Regions from separate parts of the Zea mays genome. Here region 2 is linked to region 1. Evidence: chromatin contacts called from public Hi-C data. All regions are on one chromosome and are shown on one strand. The core of a region is the stretch at or near the end of the contact, and the rest is flanking DNA. Distances in the headings are between cores, read along the strand shown. Region 1 holds the start of LOC103632948 (helicase SEN1). Region 2 holds the start of LOC103632950 (NAC domain-containing protein 92).

Region 1 (6,186 bases), core at 1,998-4,497:
CTTACAACAGGGACCGGGAAAGAGGGATACCCCGAAAGGGATCCTTCTCCGCGAAGGAAACGGGCTCCGAGCCCCCTACTGATCAGAGGTTCGAAGGCTGGCCCCTCGGAGGGTTTCAACAGCCGCCTCAGAGCGCTCGGGCTCCGCGCCCACTACTGGTCAGAGGTTCGAAGGCCGGCCCCTCGGAAGGGTTCAACGGCCGCCTCAGGCCACTCGGGCTCCGCGCCCACTACTGATCAAGGGTTCGTAGGCTGGCCCTCGAAGGGTTCACAGCCGCCTCAGACGCAGAGCGAGGGATGACCCTGGGTACGTTCGATACATAACCAAGGCTTGGGCTACGCTCCCGAGGTACCCTAGGACATTTCCGAGACCAGCGGGAACGATCTTGTAACGGAATCCCATCAGAGGGAGACATCAAGCCCTCGGACCCCGTCAAAAGGGGACCGGGTCCGGCAGATCACCCGCAGGTACTTTTGGAGCGCGCCTCCGGGCCTCTAGCTGACCCCTAACAAATGGGGCACGGGCGTCCACTCGGATTACCCGTTAGCAGCTCACTGGAGACACCATGTTCGGCGCCCTCCGAGGGTAACATGGCGCCTTTTCCCCCCTCCTCCTTGCGGAAAGGCGACACAGGGGCGTATGTAAAAAAGTCGAGTCTGTCCTTGACCGTCCTCTCGCCCTGTGCGGAGGCTCGGGGGCTGCTCTCGCAAACCCGGCTCCGGCCAAACCGTTGACAACGTCAACATACCAGCCCGAGAACTTGGGACCCGACCGTGCACCCGGGCTACGGCCAGCTCGCATGAGGGAACAATCAGACCGGCCGAAGCATTGCGAAACGCATTAAGACCTCGAAGGAGTCAAACCACTCCTCCGAGGCCTCGGGGGCTACACCTGGCGGGTGCGCTCGCGTGCACCCACCGGAACAAAACGCAACCGAGAAAGGCCGGTCCCCTTGCAAAAAAGTGCGACAAAAGCCTCCAAGCGAGTATTAAAACTCCCTTCGAGGCTTGGGGGGCTACTGTCGGGGACCATAATTAGGGGTACCCTCAAGACTCCTAATCTCAGCTGGTAACCCCCATCAGCATAAAGCTGCAAAGCCTGATGGGTCCGATTAAGTCAAGGATCGGTCCACTCAAGGGACACGATCTCGCCTCGCCCGAGCCCAGCCTCGGGCAAAGGCAGCCGACCCCGGAGGATTTACGTCTCGCCCGAGGACCCCCTCCAGCGGCGGACACACCTTCGGCTCGCCCGAGGCCCAGTCTTCGCCAAGAAGCAACCTTGGCCAAGTCGCCACGCCAACCGACCGTATCACAGGAGCATTTAATGCAAAGGTGGCCTGACACCTTATCCTGACGCGCGCCCTTCAGTCGACAGAGCCGAAGTGACCGCAATCACTTCGCCGCTCCACTGACCGGCCTGACAAGAGGACAGCGCCGCCTGCGCCGCTCCGACTGCTGTGCCACTCGACAGAGTGAGGCTGACAGCAGCCAAGTCCGGCCTCGGGCGCCATAGGAAACTCCGCCTCGCCCGACCCGGGGCTCGGACTCGGGCTCGGTCCCGGAAGACGACGAGCTCCGCCTCGCCTTACCCAGGGCTCGGACTCGGGCTCGGCCCCGGAAGACGACGACCTCCGCATCGCCCGACCCAGGGCTCGGACTCGGGCTCAGCCCCGAAAGACGACGAACTCCGCATCGCCCGACCCCAGGGCTCGGACTCGGGCTCAGCCCCGGAAGACGACGAACTCCGCACCACCCGACCCCAGGGCTCGGACTCAGCCCTGGCCTCAGCCGACGGTCTCCGCCTCGCCCGACCCAGGGGCTCGGACTCGACCTCGGCCTCGGAAGACAGACTTGACCTCGACCTCGGAGGAGCCTCCACCTCGCCCAACCCAGGGCTCGGACCGACCACGTCACAGGAGGCACCATCATTACCCTGCCCCAAGCTAACTCAGGCTACGAGGAACAAGACCGACGTCCCATCCGGCTCGCCCCGGTAAACAAGTAATGATGGCGCCTCACATGCTCTATGACGACAGCGGCTCTCAGCCCCCTTACGGAAGCAAGGAGACGTCAGCAAGGACTCGACAGCCCCGACAGCTGTCCTTCCGCCAGGCTCCAGCGCTCCTCCGACGGCCACGACACCACACGAACCGGGTGCCAAAACCTCTCCGGCTGCCACGATGACATGTAATTAGGGCACTAGCTCTTCTCCGCTAGACACGTTAGCACACTGCTACACCCCCCATTGTACACCTGGATCCTCTCCTTACGCCTATAAAAGGAATGTCCAGGGCCCTCTTACAGAGGGTTGGCCGCGCGGGGAAGGACGGGACAGCGCTCGCGTAAGCCGCTCGCTCCCTCCCGCGTGGACGCTTGTAACCCCCTACTACAAGCGCACCCGACCTGGGCGCAGGACAAACACGAAGGCCGCAGGTTTCCCCTTTTACGCCTGTCTCCCTCCGGCTTCTTCCCCCCTTCGCACTCCATCTCGCGCCGACCCATCTGGGCTGGGGCACGCGGCGACAATTTACTCGTCGGTCCAGGGACCCCCGGGTTCGAAATGCCGACAATTCTCTAGTCCCTCTAACCAACCGGGGCCTAGACTATCTTCAGTAGATTTTGAAAAAATATGGGACACAGAATTATAGATGGTGTTGTTTAACATTATTTGTAGAGAGAAGTTTAAAATAAAGAACAAGAGGAAGGATACGATAAAGGTTATCCTAGAGATAGCCTAAGAGCAACTCCAAGAGTTCTCTAAAAATAGCTTACTAAAATCATGTTTAGCAAGTTGCTAATTAGCTATTGGAAGTAAAAATAGTTTGATCTTTAATAGTTGCCATATTTTGGGAGTATTTCAATTTTGAATCTAGCTTTGGCAGTCCTACCTCTATCGAACTTGGCTGGCGGCAAGGTTGAGAGCAGAGGATGTCGAGGACAGAGAAGAAAACCGTGATCGACACGACATGTGGAGGAGTGGTGGTCTAGTGCCGCAACTTATTGTGCGACAGTGGTCCAACAACGAAGGAGAAGCTTGTATCATGCACGTTGGACCTAAATGCCTTATTGTTCGAGAAAGTGGAAAAAAGAGTGTGTCCTATCTAACTATCTGAAAATGGAAAATATTAAGCACGCAGGTGTGGAGAAAATAACGGCAACTATGGTTGGATAGGAAGTAACTAAAATTAGCAAATCTATTTAGAGAACTATTAAAAACTATTTTTTGTTTACTTTTAAAATAAGATTTAGAGAGTTGTTTAGAGAATTAGAGTCGCTCTAGAAAGAGAAAGGGGGAAAACAACACGAAATTCGGCTACTGCGCCGGGCGCGAGAACGCGCAGCGTACTTCCCCCAAAGTGGCGGGCACGGAGGAGCGGTTCCGGGCAAGGGGCCGCCATTGCCTATAACCTCGCCCGGCAGATACCATACCATTCGCAAATCCTTCCGTTCCGAAACCGCACTCCCGCGCTCTCGCATTCACGTCTCTATCCCGCGCGCTCGCTCGCCGTCTTGCCGAAACCCTAGAACCACGCCGGGCCGGCACCGATCACGGACCGGCGCCGTCCGCGGCGATGGCGGCGGCGCGGCGGATCGACCTGGCCGACCGTTGGCGCAGGATGCAGGAGGACGAGGACGCCGATGACGGCGGCGAGTCGTCCGCCGCCAAGCACCGGCGACTCATCCGCGCCAAGGAGGAGTGGTAAGTGTGGTTGTGGGCTTGTGGCCGCCCCCATTGCTCCCTCGCTTCGCGTAGCTCTTAAGGCGGCATGGCGGTTGGTACGATGCGTACTCGGCCGGGGGTTTAGGGTTGTCGTCGTGGGTTTAGGATTGCACCTTAGATTATGATTCGTTCGAGCAGCTTGCTGGACCGTAATAAGCTCGAGGTTTGCTTTGGGAAGTCAACTTCCCGGAAGTTGATAGTATAACGCGAATGTATGTGCCTATGGCTTCTCTGTCTCCCCACATTACTTGTAGATTTCAGGTTCTGTTAACGTCATGAATGAAGCATTGTTGTAATGGAATTCATGCTGCTGGATATCTAGTGGCAGTATTATTAGGTTGCGTTTGATTTGGGGAAGTAGTTGATAGGAATTAGATTTTGTGAAGCTTAACTTTTTATTAAATGGTCATTTGCAGACATAGTATGCCATTTGTAATGTGATCAAAAGTAGACCATTGGACACAACGTTTTCAGTAAGGAATAAAAAAATACTCCCTCCGTTCCAATTTATAATTCGTGTGATTTTTTCGCATCAAGTTTGACCAGCTGCCTTATTAAAAAAATTCATAATTATTATTAATTGTTACCGTAGTATTGTTTAGCATATAATGTACTTTAAGTATGGCTTTGAAATTTTCTTGTTATCACAATTTTTTTTTGAATAGGATGAGCTGGTCAAACTTGGTACAAAAAGTCAAACGAATTATAAATTGGGATAGAGGGAGTAGAAAATTCTTTTAATCAGTGTTATCCTGAATGCTAAATGGTAAACAGTCGGTCATCCTCGGTTTAGTGTTTAATCGAACTACACAGACGTTTAAACAGACTAAAAAACAGATTATACGGGATTAAACAGATTAAATGGCCTAAACGGTTAGCTACTGAGTAGCATCTAAACGGCGTTAAAACGGTCTAACGTCCGTTTAGGATAACATCGCTTTTAATAAAAAAAACTTGACCTGCGGGCGAAAGACCGCCCCTACAACATTGCACTAAGAAGAAACTTCCCACACATAGGCTGAGAAACACACAGAAGGCTGGCTGCCATGGACGTGTCACTGAGTGAGCAGGTTGCAGGACACATGCCTGCGGCCACGTGCATCTCGCTGGAAGCTCAGGAATGCAACTGAGGAGGCATGTTTTTTAAATGTTTTGTTTACTTCGCTCCCATTGGGAGTTGAACCTAGGACTTTGAGATGCTACCAAGGCTCTCTTTATAAGGATTTAATGATGAGGTCTCTGAGTTTGTTGTTGGTAAGTTAGGGAATCAAATGATCATATGTTTCCATGTGACTGTTACTGTTACACCTAAGGTGTAGTAAGCTAACAATTTGAACCTACATACATGTTATGTGCTTAAGATTCACTAGCCTGAGTGGAAGCTTAGCACGCTAAAGTGTGAATCTAAATGCAATCTATGGGTTCAAGATTAAGTGTCGAGAATGGAAGTTTCTATATACTTAGATGAACACCATCTATGTTACTTTTTTTGTAGCGTTACATGCCATGCTTTCGTGGTAGACATTGGTTTGATACGTTTAGAGAACAGTTTTATGTTGGGGTATGCTGGCAAATTTATTCCTGGACAGCTGCAATGATAAGGTCTCACAATAATTGATTTTGAAAAGAAGGATCTTCTGAATTTTAATTGGCATTTCTGCAAAAGATACAATAATTCCCAAGAAAATTCTCAGTGTGCTTGATATGAGTTTTGTATCTGTTTATTGTTCTATGTGTGCTGAGGTGTTGTAATTAGGGTTTATATATTTAATATGATGAATTGATGATTTCGACGTTGAATGGTTGGGTTGACAATAAAGCTTCTTCCTGATGACTACTGATTCAGAAATGGTAAAGCTGTGCAGCAAATGGTATAACAAACAAATCATTGGCCATTGCTTGAATACCAATTTAGAGGACCGGGACCATCTTTTCAATCCCTACTCTGCATCTTCCAGTTCCAATCTTAATGCAATGCTTACCTAGGGTTGTTAATGAAAGCTGACGTAATTTATGGTTGCGAATGAAAAATATATATCTGAATTTGACTTGTGTTGGAACCACAAAAGTATTTAGGTGGTAGTTTTGTGGTTTCCCCTCTTATTTCCCCTTGTCCCATTGATATGAGATTACATTCATGTTTGTCCAATCACCTTGCAGGTTTTCACATTGCTATACCTTTCTGATAAATTTACCAAAAGAAGATCATATTTGGTGTGGATATGCTGATATCATGAGCCCCTTCATGGAGACATTCCATGGCTTCTTTGATGATGAAGATGAGAACTCATCTCTTCGAATAATGTGGACAAGAGTTTCCCGAGAAATGGGCATTTGCACACAATGTGTATGTGAACACCACCAGGCACAAGGATTTTTCAATACCGAATATCAGTCAGATACTGTTGATCCCCTTCTGAAAGTATTGCGGCTTCTTGATGAAGAGAGGATAACAGGACATCTTAT
Region 2 (6,186 bases), core at 1,195-3,694, 380 kb before region 1:
TTGAGAAAAAAATATATACTGTATAAAATTAGAAATAAGAGTCCAATTCATGCAAAAGTTTGATTCAAGTAGCATCTAACAATATCCAAGCAATCTAATACATGCATCACTTCATCTCCATAAATAGATTCTAGACAGATAAAAAAGAATAAAAAAATATGAGCCTCTTCACTACCACTACCCAAAGTGAACATACTTGTGAAACCATACTTCGCTTCCACGAAACCCTTTGCATGTAACGCACAACAAAAAAACTTATCAATGAATATAATGTCCAAATAGGATGCTAAAACGACTAAAACATACCAAATTAGTAAGTTAACCTAAAAATTAAATTAGGATGGTAAAAGGACATGAAAGATGCTGCTCATCAAAGATGTTATTGAGTTGATGTGAAATTTAATCCTTCTGTTGCAGCAGTTCCTATACAGGTAGCTAGTAGTAGATATTCAAAACAAAAACCAGTATAAGCTCCTCCTAAGAGGCCATTATATCTAGTGTATACATATATGGATTATATTTGTAATAATCTAACTTATTTCGATTTAATTTAACAAACTAACTTATTGCATGCCGAAGAAAATTAAACTAACACCACGAAGCAGTAACAGAAGATAACTAACTACTAGACTGCTGAACACTTTACCAGTAGTAACAGAAGGACAGTAGTGTAAGTAGTTGCATTTTTTTAATAGCAAAAAAGCAATGATACAGAAGAAGCGTTTTCAGCAATTGCCCTAAGCCATCAATTGTAGTAGTGTATGTCTCTGGACAACATAACAGGCAGCAAAAAATATCCCTACCCTGTGAAGCAACACTTAGATCAAAGTTCTTCTCCACACTAAGCTATTCAGCGTTTCACCACTACAGTAAAACCACAAAATTCCAACGGTCGTATTATGTCCGACGGCCCCCTAAGCAACCGTCGGACATAACAACCATCGGACATAAGGTTATGTCCGACGGCCAACAGCGGCCGTCGAAAATAACAGAAAACAGCCGACGGCTGTCAGACTGGCTGTCGGACATAACCTTATGTCCGACGGTTGTACCCACTGGCCGTCGGACATAAGCTTATGTCCGACGGCCTCCTAGGTGCCGTCGGAAATAAAGAGTTTTAACCGTCCCCGCCCGAGCGCGCATCGTTTCATTCTAACGCGCGCATATGCAGCCAAGCCGCCGCCGCCGCCGTCGCCGTGACGCCGTCGCCGTGCCGCCGCCGCCGCCCAAGCATAGCCCGTGCCCGACGACCTCCCCTCCTGCCCCGACGCGCAGTCCGAGCACGACACCACCGAAGCCACCCCGACGAAGCCCGACGCCACCGGAGCCGCCCTGACGCAGCCCGCGGCCGCCGGAGCCTCTGCCCCCGTCCCCAACGCCACCGGCGCCCGCCCCGACCCCGCCGGAGCTCGCTTCACCGGTTCATCGTCCGGCAAAGTGAGCAATTTTAAAAATTTTAGTATAATTTTGTGTATAAATATTCATTGTTTGCTAGTAGCAATGTTTAGTTTTGTTATGTCCGACGGCTTAATTTAATTATACAATTAAATTAGCTTGTTTTAATTTATTTATTAGTGGCTATATAATTTAAACTTTTAATTTCCGAGGGTAATTATTAAGCCCTCGGAAATAAGGTTGTTTTATTTGATTTAGGGTCCCGTGAAATGATTTTTTGTAGTGCTATTGTATTAGTTTGGTTAATTAGTGGCTATTGTATTAGTGTGGTTAATTAGTAATCATAACTAATTAAGTTAACGAAACCTAGGCGTCATTGCCGTCGGAGATAAGGCATTGCCGTCGGAGATAACTTATTTCCGACGGTTTGAACCTTATGTCCGACGGTTTTGGCCGTCGGACGTTGTTCCGTTTACTGTAGTGCACCTCTGGCAAGCACGCGGTAAGTTTTGTGCTGCAAATATATTAAAACAAAAAAAAAATGAAATTTTGCAAAAGAAGTCATGCATGTATGACTAGCTAGCCTCTAGCCTTCATGACCCTCCTCATCAGCCATTGATGTTTATTTTTGAACTAGGCTAGTCTAGCCGTTGATGTTTATTTTTGAACACACGGCCGGCGAGCTGAGCTGTATATATAAATAGAATGCAACTGTTAGCTGTAAGCGTGCATTGAGATGCATATATGGGTACAGCTCAATCGATGCTATGAAACAGTACGTGTGTTTAACCAATCACTTATATATCTCATAGTCAAATTGACTAGCTAAGCAACAGATAAATGACGTGGCGTACTGCACACTACTGGCGAGTACGTACGGTCGGTCATATCCCTGGGCACAGACACTGTTGCGATGAAGATGACCCGGCGAGTTGAAAGATACAGCGGCTAGCGCGTGGAACAAGACGCGCGCGACATGCGACGACGCACACACCCGGCTGCCAGCAGCTTCTAGCTCACGAGACCCCCCTGGCCCCTAGCTAGTAGGTAAAAGCTTCTCCGAGGCGTCTCTCTCGCCAAGCCCTCATGGCCCGCCCCCCTATATCTCTGCCCGCGCGCTTGCGTGAAAACTGAAAAGAACACCGTACCGCCCCCAAGTGCTTCAGAGAGGCCGGCCGGCCGGCAAAGAAGTTAATTTAGCTGAGCGAGCTCTCGACCTCTCGTGCCGTGTGTGCAGTGTGTTCTTCTTCCTCCTCCTGTCGTCGCCTAGAGCTAGCTCTTTATCAAATTAAACACTTTTTGTCAAATCAGTTCGTTCTGGAATCCGTTATAGTTGCCTGCTGCCGTCCTCTTCAAGTAGTGCAACAAGAAACAGGGAGCTTTCTTTATCTTTTCTAGCAGTTGGATAGGGTTAGGGTTTTCCGTTCTGGCCTTATAGATCATCGGTCCCGATTGATCTGGGTAAGTGATCGAGTAGTAGTAGTATGGAAGCGTCAGTAGGAGCAGCTGGTGGTGGAGGGGGGAAGTCGAAGAAGGAGGAGGAGAGCCTGCCGCCGGGCTTCAGGTTCCACCCGACGGACGAGGAGCTCATCACGTACTACCTGCGGCAGAAGATCGCCGACGCCAGCTTCACGGCGAGGGCCATCGCCGAGGTCGACCTCAACAAGTGCGAGCCATGGGATCTCCCGGGTAAGGATCGGAGGAAACCAACTGTATATATATGTACACGCACATGCATGCATACAGCATACTCAGTTCGTCAGTTATTCACGATCAAATCTCAATTAATAAACTCCACCAATGATTCATCGCCAATTTTTATAACGGGGGGCAAGACCTTTGACTTAAATTATATTACAAGAGGTAAAAAGAGAAATTAGAGGAACCACAATTCATCATCAAATTAAAAGCTATGGTTTTTTTCTTAACAATAACATCCGCGTTTTATCCACTTCAAAAAAAAAACATCCGCGTTTTACCAATCTACTACAAGTAAAAAAAAAATCTTTTCTCTTTCTAATTTAAGGTCGCTTACCTTTTTAGGGATAGCAGGAAGAACTACATGCACATACGCGTAAATCCATGCATCTAATAGTATCATCATGTTATTGTTTTCTAGCTTGTGTTATCCAGCTATCCACTAATCCAATGTACGTGTAGATGTGGGCATCGTTAATTTCCATGCGTCTGCCTTACTCGTGGGAGGAATTTTCTAATTATCATGCTTTTGGTGCAAGTTTTTCAAAAGTTAGAATAAAAAGGCTCAAACCACCACTGCACCTCTCGTTAAATTATAATGAATGGGTCTCAAAGTTTTCTTTATTCCGCCTTAAGTTTTATGTTCTTGCTGTCTAATCGGTCATCCTTATATTAGTTTATTTCGGCTTGCTATTTCTATAATATAAGTTAACTGTATATGTTGTCATCTTTATCTCTATCTTGGGGTCTTCTCTTATCTTCTGCCTTTATTTTGGCGTGTGTATTATGCATATGACCGTCCTCTCTTCTAAAAGAAGTGCCTGGAGATTTCAAGCTCTCATGGAGTCACGGTCTTAATTAGTTGTTTGTTCTCAAAGGCACAACTATTTTTTATCCTTGATTTTAGTTTTATTCTCAACATATCTAATTCGAAATTACCGGCCCCTCGTGAATGACTGCATGTGTCATTAATTCGGTTAGATTATGGTCAACAGATTGTGTATATGGTCTTGTCAAACACTAAGGACCTATTTGAAATCTTAGTATTTTTACGGTTTTAAAGGAATACTATGGTATTGGATAATACTATGGTATAGAAAGCCAAAATCTGTTTGCTTGTATCGAGTAAAACGCAGTTTCGAATACTATGGTTTACCTAAAACCGTAGTATTTTTACAATTTTGAAAACTCCACTTGGACTTTAGTTTTTAAAGGCTTAGCAGCCATAGCGCTGCCTGTGATGCGTATGTTGTACGTGAGAGGGCACATGGCCAAACAATTCTTAGTATTTTTGAAAAGTGTGGATTTAGGCCCTGTTTGGAATTGTAGTATTTTTGCAGTTTTGAAACAATACTATGGTATTTGATGATACTACAGTATTGGAGTTCAAAAGGTGTTTGGTTTGTACAGTCAAAACTCAGTTTTAAATACTGTGGTTTACCCAAAACTGTGGTATTTTTGGAGTTTTCGAAACTCCACTCAGGACCTCAGTTTTTTTCTCTTCTCTCTACATATACTTTGTTTTTCCAATAGAACCAAACAGATCTCGGTTTTGAGCAATACTGTAATTTTACTGTGGTAAAGCAATACCATATTATTTATGTCATGCACAATTGTAAACTATGGTATCTCAAAACTACAGTATTTTAAAACTGCATTCCCAAACAGACCCTTAGTGTGGTTTTGAAAACTGTAGTATTTTTTCCATGAACAAATGTAAACCATAGTATTTCAAAGTTGTAGTATCTAAAAACTCTGTTGCCAAACACGTCCTAATTTGCACTGTAAACTGCACTGATAGATGATGAATAAGTCAATGGAGATCGACTTATTAACGTATATATATGCTCCCCCCCTCGACAACAGATATAAAGTATATGGAAAAATATGGAAAAATTGTTTGTTTCATGTTCTTGATGGTCAAAGCCTTTTTAAATGGGTGGATTGCATACATGCAACTCAAGTGACAAGATTTTGTGTGAGTGGCTGAAGCATTGTTTTAGAGGGAGGGCTACTCTCTCTCTCACACACACAAAATATTACATATAGATAGAAAAAAATCTATGGGTATACTACCGTATGATAATATAATTCTCATGAGCCATCAATGTATATAACCGGTTAAAAGTTAGCTTTGAAAAAAGTTGCGTTCATTTATGCACACATAAAAAATGAAACTTGGATTTATTTGTTGAATTGTTGCCAGAGAAAGCGAAGCTGGGAGAAAAAGAGTGGTATTTCTTCAGCCTGAGGGACCGCAAGTACCCAACGGGTGTGCGAACAAACCGTGCCACTAACGCTGGTTACTGGAAGACAACGGGGAAAGATAAGGAAATCTTCACCGGTCAGCTACCAGCCACGCCAGAGCTAGTAGGGATGAAGAAAACCCTGGTGTTCTACAAAGGAAGAGCTCCTCGGGGCGAGAAGACAAACTGGGTCATGCATGAGTATCGTCTGCATCACTCCTCTAGATCAGTCCCCAAATCTAATAAGGTATATATACATATTTCACGATATTATTTAATTTTGGGCGGAATTTAATTATGATCCTAGATAGACAAATTATTGAAGATGTTTTTGGTCGTTAATTTGTATGGCACGCAGGACGAGTGGGTGGTGTGCCGGGTGTTCGCCAAGAGCACCGGCGCTAAGAAGTACCCGTCCAACAACGCGCACTCGCGGTTGCACCACCACCCGTACGCGCTGGACATGGTGCCACCGCTGCTGCAGCACGACCCCTTCGCGCGCCACCACAACTACCCGTACATGACCTCGGCCGACCTGGCCGAGCTCGCGCGCTTCGCCCGCGGCACGCCGGGGCTGCACCCGCACATCCAGCCGGCGCCGCACCCCGGGACGTCGGCGTCGGCGTACATGAACCCCGCCGCCGCCGGGGCGCCACCGTCGTTCGCGCTCTCTGGCGGCCTCAGCCTGAACCTCGGCGCCTCGCCGGCCATGCCGCCGTCGCTGCCGCCGACAGCATTCCACGCGACGATGTCGATGGCGATGAGCGGACAGACGGCGGCGCCGAGTTGTGCCGGCACCGGTAATAACCATCGTCATCAGGTGGTGGCGGGTGAGCACCAGCAGCAG

The links. Hi-C and Micro-C count contacts between places; a contact is called where the count stands out from the background.
Region 2: a Hi-C map of tassel shows a contact between it and region 1, with 4 times the contacts expected there. The contact joins the promoter of LOC103632950 here to the promoter of LOC103632948 in region 1. A contact is called at or near these places in 3 of 25 Hi-C or Micro-C datasets (bundle sheath, ear and tassel).

What each region holds. Positions count from the first base shown.
Region 1 is chr7:139,720,128-139,726,313 of Zm-B73-REFERENCE-NAM-5.0, reverse strand. It overlaps LOC103632948 (helicase SEN1), which reads left to right and starts at 3,247. Exons shown (of 22, transcript XM_020541013.2): 1 at 3,247-3,699; 2 at 5,881-6,186.
Region 2 is chr7:140,099,744-140,105,929 of Zm-B73-REFERENCE-NAM-5.0, reverse strand. LOC103632950 (NAC domain-containing protein 92) reads left to right here and starts at 2,444. Exons shown (of 3, transcript XM_008654658.4): 1 at 2,444-3,084; 2 at 5,300-5,586; 3 at 5,698-6,186. The coding sequence starts at 2,880.